3 separate regions of the Zea mays genome follow, and regions 1 and 2 are each linked to region 3. Evidence: chromatin contacts called from public Hi-C data. All regions are on one chromosome and are shown on one strand. Each heading gives the region's core, a stretch centred on a gene start, on an enhancer-like site or on the middle of the called end of the contact. The rest is flanking DNA. Distances are from core to core; before and after follow the strand shown.

Region 1 (4,700 bases), core at 55-2,554, 250 kb before region 3:
GCAGCTGCTGCGGCGGCGGCGCTGCCCATCTGCGGGAACGTCCAGATAGACTCGCCGCTGCCTCCGCTGGAAGCTGCACCACCCTGCGGCGCGTTGTTGCTCGGCACCATCCACACGGTGCCCGGCATTTGGCTTTGCGTGTACCCCGCCATCTGCTGCTGGTATTGCTGCTGCTGCTGCTGCATTTCTTGTTCCCACCGCCTCTTCCTCGACATATCGGCGGCTGCGGCTGCGGCTGCGGCAGACGGCGACGGCTGCACGTCGAGACCGACGCTGCCGGAGAAGTTAAGCAGCAGAGGGGACGGCGACGACGACGACGAGGCCGGGCCCTCGGGAGGGAAGCCAAGGCCGACGACCCGGTCCCACGCGTCAGCACGGCCGCCGAACCGGGCGGCGGCGCTGGTGGGGCTAGGCAATAAGGGGGCGCCGCGGAGGTGGGGCGGGGCGGAGAACGAGGAGCCCGAGGAGCGCAGGGAGATGTTAAGGGAGGTGAAGTTGGCCGGGATGGTGCCGGTGCCGGTGGCCGCGATCACCGCCGGCTCGGCCTGCTGCAGCAGCCACTCGATGGTCTCGCCGTCCGTCTTGTGCCCGAGCTCCCGCGTCAGCTGGAACACCCGTGCCGCGCACAGCGCCGGCATCCGGATGCGGCGCCCCCTTCCCTCCACCTTGGTGTGCCGGTCCTTGGTGGAGCTCCGCTTGGGCGCCGCCTTCCGCACCTGCGCCGCCTCACCTCCGGCCCCCGATCCATTCCCGTTGCCGCCTCCCGCCGACGTGCCCACCGCAGCGGAGCTGGAGCACGGCTGCTCCTCTTTCTTCTCAAGGAGCTGGAGGGGGAAGTTGGGGCGGTGGCCGCCTCCTCCGCCGTCACCGGCGACGTCCATGGTCACTTAGGCCATGGTATATATACACGGCGATAGATGCATATAACTTGGCGTGTATGTTTTCTAGCCGGCCGGGTAAATGGAGTGGTTTAGTTGTTTGGGAGAGCGTGGAACGGATTTGATGTCTCCAGCTTCTTCTCTCTTGCTGTGGGTCTAGCTCCGAGAAGGTTAGGTGTGGTGGTAGAGAGAGAGAGAGAGAGAGAGAGAGAGAGAGAGAGAGAGAGAGAGAGAGAGAGAGAGAGAGAGAGAGTCCAAGGAAGAAATAGCTGGCTGGCTATCAGGGAAAGAAGATTGTAGGTTGGAAAGAATCCTTGCTCATATGATATGATGAGAGAGAAGATGGTTGATGGACGGAAGGAGGGTAGCGAGAGCTTGTGTTTGTGTGTGCATGTGGGAGATCACACGCACTATTTTATGGTCTTTTGATGTGGTTCATCTGTGATTTCAGGGGGGAGAGAGACAGAGAGAGAGAGGAAGCATGAGCAGATGACCCTAGCTAGGGAAGGCCGGCCAGGGGGAGAGAAGGTTAGCTGGCGGCCGGAAGAGGATGGTGGTGTACTTTGTAGGGTTTGAGGAGAGAGATGGACGGATTAAATGGAATCCTGATGTTCGGAGAGGAGCGGGGAGAGAGAGAAGCTGGAGATGAAGGGAGAGAGAAAGAGACCGCTAGTAGTCTGCCGCAGTGCCGCTACATGAGTGTACATGGACGGAGACCGGTGAGCGTGAGGAGAGAGAGAGACAGGAACAGCTATAGCAGGGGAGCGAGGAGAAATTATTAGGCTCATCTTACCTAGCTAGCTAATCCCATGCACAGTTGTGCATCAGCAGTACTGTGGCAGAACGTAACGTGGTATGTTCTGCTGATGCTAACAGACGAATCTCCCATTTAACCATCAAAAGAATGCCACGCCACTACTCTCTTTCTCTCTCTCGTCTCGCGAAGCCGCTGAACGAACTCAGGCGAGGCAATGGAAAGCATTGCTTCCTTTGTGGATTGGCTGCTTTTGAGAGCAAGCACCCCCTGTTTTTTTTTTTCTTTTCTCGCCGGTCGCTTTTCTGTTTGAAACGCGTTTCTTTTTTCCCTGCTCCGAACTTCTCTTTTTTATTTCTTTTTTTCCCCTTCTTTCGGGCAAAAGGAAAATCTTTAAACCGTGAAGAGGCAGTCAGGGGCTCAGACTCCACGTGCGCTGCTCTTTATCATTCAGTCACCAATGAACACTGCACTGCACTGCACTGCACACTGTAGCCGCCATTCTCCAAGTCAAAATACACAAGGGAAAACTGTTAGCACGCATTAATATTTTTTTCCCTTGTGCTTTCCCTGTAGCCCTCCATATTTCATCATTTCTATGTGCAGTGAATAGATTGACGTGGATATCCGTCCTGCCTGTGTGTGCATGCTTAAACGAATCGCTTCTGTATACTAACTTAATCTTCTTACAAATGAAAGTTGATCTTCAGACTCAGAGAATACTGTCTGGGGAAAAAAACTATATGGAGCAGCAACAGCAGAGAAAGAGATAATAAAGTAGGGTCAGCTCAACAGGTAATCATTGTATTGCCTTTTGCATTAGCCTTTGCTACACTTCCTTTGTTTGCCACCAGCCTTAGAATTCGTGGCGCCCTGCCGTGGACCTGGTGTACACAAGCATTCTATAAACTGGAACAAAACTGCTACATAAAAAGGCAACAACACACAACGGAATCTATGCCCTGCTCCGCAAAGCTTTGACTTTGGATTTTTCGGCAATATGTTTTAAATATAATTAAAATGGCCGGCATCAAACCTGCCTCTATGTAGTAGAACATTCTCTTAAATAATAATAACTGACATGTGTTTTATTGGTATAGCATAAGAAAACATAACAACCTAGAAAGTTATAAAAGGCATTAAAAAAACTGCCAAACGAATAAGTAAACATCATGTCACCTGTCAAAACAACTCGATAAATTGATTGGAGAAGACTAAGATCAACCCGACCATGCGCCACTAAGCAAGACATTGGTTGAGCCATAAGGGCAAAGCGGTAAGCGAAGCTAGCTCTAGACAAAGAGTTCGTTGAGCTGGATTAGTGTATCATGAAAAAATGAGCTGATTAAACTTGTTTTCGTTCCAAAATAAAGTCAAGTTGATTTTGAGTGACTTTCAGCTTCGGCTTGGCTCCTTAGGCTTGAATCTCAAACAATTCAAGGGACCACGATATAAACAAGATTTTGTCAATTTAGAAGAAGAAAAAGCTCAAACAAAAGTATGACTGACTATTATTCACTCCTAGGTCCAATTGACTACTAGTTTATAGTTTACCACATCATTTAAAATACGTACAACACATGACACAACTTCTTCAACAATTTAATCCTACAACACCCTATAGCGGCCTCCACGTCTTTCTTCTTCCCATCAACCTTCATCATTGTAATGAGCAACACAAAGCCCCAACCAGCATCCATTGGCGCCATCCACACTAGGATACCATCACCATGTGCGTCATTTGCCTTGGAACACCAATGTTGTCCATGCCCTTCCATGTCGATCGCCACTATCGTATGCTACCATCCACATCGGGATGCCATCCCCTACTTGCGCCACCTATAATGAAAGTGGCACTCGAACATGGAACATTATGTGATTTAAGTGTTTGGTGAAGAATATGTCCATTTTGACATAAGAACAAATGTGAACAAATGTGTTCAGAACGCATTCAGAACGCATGCATTAAATAACTCATAAGAAGACCAAAGAGCCCCTTTAATAGTCCTGTCATTAGTGCAACTGAAATAAACGAGGAACAAATGTGAAACTAATATGATTTAATTCCTTTTATTCACCAATTGAGAGACTAGGGACTAAAGTAGTTTAGTCCCTGTTTTTAGTTCCACTGTTTGACAGATTAGGGACTAAGTATCAAGGCATTTGGTTAGACAAAATGTAACGCACGTTTGTTTGGGTGTGGTCTGTAATGGTAATCAAATACCGCTCCATTCATTTCCAATCCCCCCATCTAATAGTGTTATCGCTGATACCACCGTCGAGTGATAACTAATATCTTTACAACGTCCAACCAAACAAATGGTGTAACTAGTGATTCTAGTCCCGATCCCCTGTGACTTGTTTTCATTACCCCTTACCTGAGTGGGAACAAGAAATCACCCAAAAAAAAATACTAAAATGGAGGAACTAATTTTTGTAGTCTCTCAAACTAAACTAGGCCTAAGATGCAGAGCGTATAAAAAGTGTAAATTTAGTCATCTTTATGGTCTGTTTGAATCCCATAGGCTAATTATCTTTAATATCTGATGCCACACGGACTAACCAAACAGCTTTCAGCTCCTAGCTAAAGTACTCCACCACTAAAATTTAGGAGGTCAATTAAATAGGGTCGTAGTCTGGGCCGTAGCCCGTAGAGAGAAAAGGCCTGTAGGACTAGGAGGGAGATGGGGATTGGATCATTGGATGGGCCTCGCCACGTCTTCCAGACACTTGGAATCTTCTCACCTAGATCCCTAGACCATGGCAATCAATCCAATCGCTTTTGCCTGACGTCACCCCGACACGTGGGCCCTATGGGTCCATCCACTCCCTGCGCTGCGGGCTCAGCCCGCGTATTGCGGACGGAACCGGTTACCTAGCCCGGTGTAGCTAGCGTGGCAGACCCCCGGCCGCACCCCATGTTTGATCCTGTCACTTTTATGACGAACCTTGTAAATTTGATCCATGACGCACTTTACAATGCAATGCGATGCACATATTGCCTGTGGAACATCGGGAGGTAGCAGCAGCCTTTCGTGGCTCTCGAAGTTTCTTCGATCGGTCCTTGA
Region 2 (4,476 bases), core at 768-3,267, 140 kb before region 3:
TTCATGCATAATATCCATATGAGGTTGACAGTATGGGGACCTAGTAGCCACTTGGTGATAGTAATTAAGAGGAACATGTTGAGGCTCTTGCATATGATAAGGATCTAGCACCAAACGTCGAGGCTCATCAAAAAGTGGAGGATGTAATGATCGTGTGATATTGTACTGATCTTCAAGAGGATATGCATGGACATCAATAGGTGCACCTCTTTCTTCAATATGTTGCAATCGTCTTCTATCTTCATAGTCACTCGGGTTTCTAATATCTTCAATGATATGTGATTGTCGCACTTCCTCGATATGTTGTGGAGCTGATTGAGGAAGGTCGATAGGCTTGAACATTGCCAATAGTCTTTGAACCTACAACATTTTGCCGTGACTTAAAGCATGGAACAAAGTTTTGTGCCTTTGATTTTGTATATACAACATTGTAATACAGAAAATTCCCCATGACTCACTTGTTTAGAGTTCAGCTCTTGGGTGAACCTGCCTTTTGAGCTGTAGTTCTCCTTAATGGCATGCTTGAAACTACTCTCAGGAATAGGAAGACAATCCTTGTCAACACTAAATTTAACCTGCATCAAGGACACTAGTTAGTTAGTTAAGCAATACCAAATTACCAATGTCACCAATCAAAGATATATCATGTGTTCAGAACCTGAAAAAACACAGTAGCAAACCTACAACAAACAATTCCCCCAATCTTTGTTTCATGGCAATGCATGTATGGTCATTAGTTGAGATAAGGGCACTTGATACGTCAGAAGAAAAAAATCTGCCAAAGGTTACACATCTCTTCTCTATCTCTACTATATTAAAATACCAGTTTTCCTGGTTCCACGGTTTCCGCCGTTGTCGTGCTCCCCCACATTTAAATAGTAAAAAATGCTAAAATTATGCACAAATAAAGATTTGAACCATGGTTGTTGGCTCTAAACCCATGTTCACACCTACCTACAAGCAAAGCAAACAATAAGATACAAGAATCACCTGTGCAGGGAATTTCCCATCAAAGGCATGTCGCACAAGATCCAATCCTCCCCTTGTATCTGCCTTGTATACCCCATACATTAGCTTGAGGTCAAAATCATACAAGAACAGCTTAGCACCTGGCCGGATCTTCTCCACCACATCCATCTTCCCCCGGGGCAGGCCAAACACGCCGTTCTGGTAGCACTCTGGCTTTGTCCTCGCACTGCACATGAATATGAATCCAGAGGCACTCTCTTTCTCCTTTTCCTTCCCTGTCAACTTCCTTCTCTTCTCTTCCCTCTTCACACGCTCCTCTTCCCTCCCCTTCATCATCTCCTTCCTACTCGTCCTCTTCTCTTCCCCCTCCGCCTTCTTCTCTATCCCCTTCATCGTTTCCTTCCTACTGGCCTTCCTGTCCTCCGTCTTGGTCTGGGCGACCCCATCACTGGTCATCTCTCCCTTCTCCGCCTCTCTCCCCTTCATTGTCTCCTTCCTACTCAAATTTCTGTCCACCGTTTTGTTCTGGGCGACCCGATCATCTGCGGTCTCTGCGGCGGTGGCCGCTGCCGGACTCGTCTTGATTGATTTTGGGGCCGGTGTCTGCGCCGAAGCAGACGCCTCAGCGATGCCCACGGATTCAGTGCAGAGCCCCTTCAACTTCTTCGGAACGGTTTTGACCCCCTTCTTTAACTTGACGGACTTGGTAGACCCCGGGGCGGAGGCCTTGGGCGGCGGCGCGGAGGAGACGTCGCCCTTACGCCTGAGCCTCTTCACCATGGCTGATCGGAAAGGCACCACAATTCACGATGGAGAATCGAATCCCCACGATCAGTTGCGCTGAATTAGATATAAATCATACTAGATCCATGTGCTTCCTTTAGTACGATCTATCGAATAGCAATCAACGAATTGTTTCTGAAAGCGTGGCTGAGAGGATTAAACCCTAGATGAGAATGAAAGGAGGACGAGGAGAACGAACGGACCTGCGAAGAGAGGGAGACGGCGGCGCGAGTGGTGAGCACGGGTACTTGCGTTACCCTAACGGGAGCGATAAGGCTGGTCCCGGCGCCGCCACTTATCTCCATCTATTCTCGTTCTTAAATTTAAACTCTACTATATAAATATGAATAAAGTTCTTATATTTAAACTATACTATATAAATATAAATAAACTGTTAGACACATTAAAGACCATCTTCAAGAGACAATAAATATGGACGTGAAAACACTATTTCTTACTAGATTGTAGTGTATTTATCGGTATCCATGGGTATTCACTCCTGGTAGGTCAAGACGAAACTCATGTGGCTATCCGTAGTTATGGGAGAATGAGTGGTCTACTCCGACTTAGAGCCTGAGTCCGTCTAGAGATGGCAATGGGTAAATACTCATCGGGTATTACTACCCCATACCCATACCCACGACACAAAAATAACCCCATCGGGTCACCCATATACATTGGCGGGTATGAATTTACCCCCATACCCATACCCATGTGGGTATGGGTTACCCATCGGGTCACCCGTACCCACAAAAATTAAACATCTATCAAAATATTATATTATACAAATGTCAAGTATATCCATCTAAATACCATTACAAAATTTCTAGCATTATTTAACCATCCATTCAACGCACCAAAGATAATTGAATAAAGTAGTAACACTAGGATAGTACTACATAGCACATTATATGTTCCATTACATGGTCATTAAATTGTCGTTAAGCCTTCTATTACATTATGGCCTAAAAGGTTGTTAAATAGTAAAAAGGATGGATGACTAAAGTCCAAGTTCATGCTTGGGCTAAGTTTATATTGGGTATTTTATACCCATGGGTTAACGGGTATGGGTGAAGGCGGAACGTTCTAATACCCGTTTACCCATTGGGTGAAGATTTTTGCCCAATAACAGACCCACGGGTAGAATATTTAGCCCACATACATACCCTAATAGAGTAAATACCCATCGGGTATCGGGTCGCGGATACCCATTGCCATCTCTAAGTCCGTCCGATAGAGTTGCAAGCCTCCGGACCGATGTCACCCTAGGTTGATTGTGGGACTGCTCGTTAGCTACAACCCAGGACCTAACCCCTACATGAGTCATCCAGACCTCCGACCAAAGGAGGTTCGATGTCGCCATGTGCCCAAGCCATTACAGAAGGACTCGGACTTCCCTAAGTCTTTTCCAAGCCCTCAACCAGGGGAGGTCCGAGGCTGCCACGTCTTCATATGCTCCCAGCTTATGCTCTCCGCCTGGGCAGAGGTGCGATGTTATCGAGGTGTGTCGCGGAAGCTGTTAGGCGTCGCTTAGCGTGGGCATCTGATACGGGGGGCGCACACATTAAATACGGGCAGGATCCCACCTATTCACACCGGTGATAGGCGACGTGTGTCCCGTATTAAGTACAGGCGGCGTGTTCAGTCCGCAAGGCCTAGGGCGCGTTAGTAGCATGTGTGGCCACGTGTTACCGAGGCAAAGACCATTGACCCACTGCGTCGCACGTGGGTAACTCCCATCATGACTTGTTCCCACTACAATGTCTGGTGAAGAGACGAGCGGAGGGGACAGGTGAAAGGGAAATGTGCCCTTGGGCCATTTCTAAAGTATTTTGGTGATTGAGTGCCAACACAAGTGCTTAAATGTGAATCTATGCCCATGGATTGACAAAGTGCAAATCAAGAGTAAAGGTATGTTTCTAAGCCTTAGTACATTGTTTTGAAGACTAATGTATTGTGTCTAAGTGCTAGAAACAGAAAAAATCGGATTGGATATGACTTGGCTTGTACAGCCGAAGTCTGCTCTGTCTGGGTGCACCGGACTGTCCGGTGGTGCACCGGACAGTGTCCGGTGCGCCAGACAGACTCGGGGGAACTTGCTGCTCTCGGGAGTTTGACGGCGACGTACGGCTATAATTCACCGGACTGTCCGGTGTGCACCGGACTGTCCGGTGAGCCAACGGTCGGCCGGGCCAACGGTCGGCCGCGTTATCAGCGCGAGACACGTGGCCGAGCCAACGGTCGGAAGGGGGCACCGGACTGTCCGGTGTGCACCGGACATGTCCGGTGCGCCAACGGCTCTCTGGCAAGCAACGGTCGACCGCGCCATTTTTGGAAGGAAATCGGGCACCGGACAGTGTCCGGTGTGCACTGGACTGTCCGGTGCGCCAGTCGACAGAAGGCAAGATCTGCCTTCCTAGTTTGCTCTCAACGGCTCCTAGCTGCCTTGGGTCTATAAAAGGGACCCCTAGGCGCATGGAGGAGTACACCAAGCAACCTAAGAGCATTCTTGATCATCCACACTCAGTCTTTGCGCATTCGTTTGTCATTCTCAGTGATTCGAGCTCTGTTCTAGTGAGAACTTTGAGATAGTCATTTGAGCTCGATTCTTGGCCGTGTGTGTGCGTATTTTGCTGTGGATTTGTGTGTGTTGCTTCTCTCCCTTACTCCGTACTTCTTTGTGAACTTCAATTGTAAGGGCAAGACGCAAGAGACTCCAAGTTG
Region 3 (4,705 bases), core at 643-3,142:
CTCGCGCGTCTCAGTGCTCGGTTCATTCCCCCTGCTTCGTCTCTAGTAGCTTATCTATTGCCAGGCCAGCAGGGCTAGCTGGCGTACGTCCTAATCATGTTTAGTACTTTGCTCTTGTTTACTACTAGTACTTGCAGGAAGGACTCCGGTGGTTTAGGGGATGTTTGGTTTGAGGAATCACTTCATCAAAAATGTGGTGGTGCATTATGGGTTCATTCCTCAAATTTGGTGGGATGACCTCATTCCTCATATTAGTACTAACTAAATAACTATAAGGAATGAGGTGGTGATGGATCAACTCAATCCATTCCACAAACCAAACAAAAAAGTGAGGAGTGAGAAGACGATGGACTAGATCATTCCTCAAACCAAACAACTTATTAGTATTCGAATTGACGTAGCCCCCTCAACTATTTTAAACTTGAATCAAGTAGTTCTAAGCGTGTGCGTGCAGGCGTGCGTGTGCGTTTATGTATTTACCCTGCGAAGATGGACGTGATGCAAACCGCAGAACCAACCGCCAACCCGGCCAACTCACCCACCTGCATCCACGACAGCGAAACAAACAGCGTCAGAATCGCGCAGCCGAAAATGGCGACAAGCAGCAACCACCGGTGCCGGTCTTCTTGCTTACCGCTCTCGTGTCCGTGGCGACGGCGAGGGTGACGAACATCATGTTGAAGGTGACGATGACCTCGATGATGAGCGAGTGCCAGTGCGGCCCCGCCGGCGTGGTGGTGCCCAGCACGGCGATGGGGTGCAGCACGGCCTTGAGCACGAACGACGCGCAGATGGCGCCGGTGAACTGCGCCGCCCAGTAGAACGGGACCTGTACCCAGAAATACAAACGTTACATTAGCATTCTAGGCAAACCAATCCGCCCCGCCGCTAGCCCGCTACAATATTATCTTATTCTAATCCCGCGTGAGCATTATTTGGGTCATGAGTATGTAGTACTAAGCATTCTCTCTCTTGTTTGACTTTCTTTTAGTTGACGATAATAGACATATGATAACTTGGCATCCATTATTATGCCTTAGAAAAGGTGGATAATTTTGCCCATGATCACGCCATGATGACAAGTATATGTGCAGCCGAACGTTTCTGTTAAATAAAATACCCTGACGACCCACTTGTTGTAACCACTTTCGCGTGTCAACGAATGCATATCCGTCCTATGCCCAAACCCCCAGCCATGGCTCAGTTTCGATTTCGACGCAAAGCTAGGAGACCAGGTCTGCGGACGCGTGTACCTGGATCCAGGGGAAATGGCGGAACACGGCGAAGGCGAGCGTGACGGCGGGGTTCATGTGCGCGCCGGAGATGTGGCCGACGGCGTAGATCATCACGGTGACGATGAGGCCGCCGGCGACCGACTGCCCCAGCTGCGAGATGCGGTCCTTGTCGCTGCCGTAGATCCCCGCCGCCCCGCACGTCACGAACACCAGCAGGAACGTGGACACCACCTCCGAGACCACCTGTGGGATCAGTCTACGGTTAACAACAACCAACGGAAACGAAGACGGGATGGACCGGAAGAGAATCTTCATTCTCCGTGACGATGATGGTCGCCGCCATATAGACATGGCATGCGTACGTACCTTCTTGAGGAGGTGGGGAGGGAACATGTCCGCTAGCGACCGGTCGTAGTACGCGGGGGGCAGGCTGCTGGAGTTGTGCACCGCCGTGCCGATGTCGTGGATCTCGTTGTTGAAGTTGGCCCTGGAGTTGGCCCTCGAGTTGGTCGACATTTCCGGCGATCGACCGACGAGCTACGACGCGTGCGCGAGGGCGTGAACTCCTTCCTACGTAGCACTGCGCTCGGCAAGAGGAAGCGGAAGAAGAAGAAGAAGAAGAAGCTCTACTGGCAGCTATCTGTGTCTGCCTCTCTTGCTTGCTCTTCGAGGTAGTGAGCACTCGGCCGGCAGGAGGTATTTATAGCTAGGGAGAGGCCAGAGCCAGGTCCTCCAGGAGTGAGCTGCAGATGCTAGAGGTGGCAGGTACGCAGCGCCTTTTTTATTAGGCCTACTTGTCGGATCCACAGAGGCGCACTGTGTTACTTAGCTAGCTCTCCAATCGGCCGGGGATCATCGCTGTTCAAAACAAATTTTTTTTGGATCCAGCTTCTTCGAACACGTTGTCGGATCGCCATTGGCCGGGATGTATGAACTCGCATGCTTATATCTGCTCTTAATAATTACTCCCTCCGTTCTTTTTTTTATTTGTCTTGTATTAGTTCAAAAATGAATTCGCGTCATCGCCCTCGCGATCGCAATTCGCAAACATATATGAAACGATTCGGGTGTGCAGGCTAAAAACAATTGGGATCGGCAAGTCAGTATAAGGCTGTCTCCGGCAGCGTTCTCTAAATTTCATCCTCTAAAGAAATATTCTATGTCATTTACAGTGTACTCTAAAATATTATGTCCTCTATATTATCTCGTTCTCCAGCAGCGTCCTCTAAATTCCATCCTCTATAGAAATAGTATTACTCATTCTTATTTTATACACAACTTTTCATTAACGAGACCATGTACGGCTCCAACCAGCGCTCTCCATTCGTTTGTCCCAACGTAGAAGAGAGCAGGAGCCAGGCCATAGCGGACGCCTGTACAACCTCTAGGTTTAGAGTGTCCAGCGACGTACGCTACTTTTACCGGACGTTTTGCCGTGTCCTGCTGGGGGATAAAGGAGCTCGTTGTCCTCTAAATTTAAGGTACAAAACCATATACATACCCTTGCTGGAGGTAGCCTAATATACCGCGGGATAAAGCGCGACGTCGAGGTCACGACGGCGATGTAGCAGTGGTGACGAACAAATTCTAAAATAGGGAGGTCACGACGGCTCGACCCCGACTCCCCCGAGCGAGAAAATGCTATTGCAGGGACGTCGTCGCCGGATCGGACTTTGTTGTATAGGTTGGCATTTAGCATATATTCTGCTTCGTAGGATGAGTACACGACACGAGCGAGCCAACCGTACCTCCGAGATCTACCATTGGTCCGTCGAAGGGCGTTGCCGCCATTATTCTTAATTGCAGGGCCAATGGCCGGATTCAAATGATGAGCCAAGTCGTAGATTTGCTTAAGAATGGATTACAATACGGAGTTATCTTAACCACTCCGTGCTTCGGCGTGCATGCTTTTGCTGCAGTTAGCGGCAACTCCGCCGCAGACCGCAGACCTGAATTAAATGAGCTCAGAACCAACGGATGCGTCGGTCGATTGTCACACTAGTGTCGAAACTGACCTGCCACTGGTTTCAAAAAAACGGAAAGAACAACCTGCCACTTTTGAAAAAAATATCATCTTCGTCACTCTAACGATCGATTCCCGGTCCGGAGTACTCCAAACTGCGATTTATCTTCTCGCCTTCGGGTTTTTTTTTTCCTTTTGTTTCCCAGGGTGTATAGGGTCTTCAGGGTTAAGAGGGTCACGCCTTGCTCTCTTGCATAGGAATAGGATCCTCGACGCTGCAGAAGTACAACCGACGATGTACCAATTCTAACACTGGCATTTGTACACTGGTTCCCTCTACTACTGATTTGTTTGTATTGTACCACTGTGTTGTCTCGGTACATGAATTGGAGCATTCCCGACATTTTCAGGCTTCATTTACTGGAGGTAGGCCAATATCATGTGGCAACATGTATGCTGGGGGTACACCCACATCACGAGTCTGTGGCAGTTACTCATATGCCACTTCGTCCGGTGGGCTGCAACTCCAAAGCTCTCTCTCTCTCTCTCTCTCTATCTCTGATCAGGGTAGTAGATGGTAGGCGCCTGCACTGCACTCCAGCAGCAATGGATCGTGATGTCTGGCAAGGTACGACCTTCCATTTCCATGCCGTACGTGGCAGTGTGCTTTTCAAAAGAAGCCCTGCCCACTGCAACTCGTATCAAGTGAGGCACTCAACTTTGGTGAACATCCGAAACCTCCAGAGCTCTGCCAACCTTAGCTTTGCATTTGCAGACCGGCTGCGCACTCGCTGTTACAAAGGACTCTGCAGAGGACCGCGTTTCAGGAACCCCTGTTGTGAACGTATGCAGAGACACTGAACAAAGACAACGCGTACAAGTACAAGAAACAGTTTCAGGTACACGTTCCGACGGCGTGTGTTAGAGGTGAGGTCAAGCAGACGCCTCTGCGGCTGCGCTGACCTGAATACAATACAACGGCGCGTCAGCGTGAAGCCACAAGAGGAAACGCTCCTCTCGCCCGCAGCCCGCTCACACCCTGTCCAGTCCACGGGAACCGAGCCATGATACATAGATAGCTGACGAGAAACCGATCAGATCAGTCTCCACGATGCGTCCTGGCACACACGTACTAGCTAGCATCATTGGTATGGTATATCTTCGCTGATCATCATTGCCTTGCTTTGTCTGCACCTACGCTGCACACGCACCAGAAATCGTCACTGCAGCTATCCGGCCACCAGTTCAGAAATAAACACAGCCCAGGTTCCACGCTGAACTGCTTGTCAGCTTGATTGAGCTCAACAAGTCCAACCTAGACGCCGCGCGCCATACGGTATCGGTATCTTCTTAGGTCGCTGTCTGTTAGTGTCCTGGAGGCCTGGCCACCACCAGTTCACAGCACCTGGTGTCTGATTCTGAAGAAGCATCATTAGCTAGCAGTAGGATCACGATCACCATCCATGGTTTACCCTTGCAGTTGCAGCTGTACTGGCTCACGCCTGAC

Evidence for each region. Hi-C and Micro-C count contacts between places; a contact is called where the count stands out from the background.
Region 1: a contact with region 3 is called in a Hi-C map of root tip, with 3 times the contacts expected there. The contact joins the promoter of LOC111347720 here to the promoter of LOC100192638 in region 3. A contact is called at or near these places in 6 of 25 Hi-C or Micro-C datasets (bundle sheath, ear, leaf mesophyll and 2 more).
Region 2: a Hi-C map of leaf shows a contact between it and region 3, with 4 times the contacts expected there. The contact joins the promoter of LOC100278526 here to the promoter of LOC100192638 in region 3. A contact is called at or near these places in 10 of 25 Hi-C or Micro-C datasets (bundle sheath, ear, endosperm and 4 more).

The regions. Positions count from the first base shown.
Region 1 is chr4:186,917,567-186,922,266 of Zm-B73-REFERENCE-NAM-5.0, forward strand. It overlaps LOC111347720, which reads right to left and starts at 1,305. Exons shown (of 1, transcript NM_001357595.2): 1 at 1-1,305. The coding sequence starts at 881.
Region 2 is chr4:187,017,434-187,021,909 of Zm-B73-REFERENCE-NAM-5.0, forward strand. LOC100278526 reads right to left here and starts at 2,018. Exons shown (of 5, transcript NM_001151772.2): 1 at 1,956-2,018; 2 at 991-1,751; 3 at 459-575; 4 at 1-360. The coding sequence starts at 1,749.
Region 3 is chr4:187,162,400-187,167,104 of Zm-B73-REFERENCE-NAM-5.0, forward strand. It overlaps LOC100192638, which reads right to left and starts at 1,893. Exons shown (of 5, transcript NM_001137852.1): 1 at 1,602-1,893; 2 at 1,254-1,478; 3 at 635-829; 4 at 481-542. The coding sequence starts at 1,751.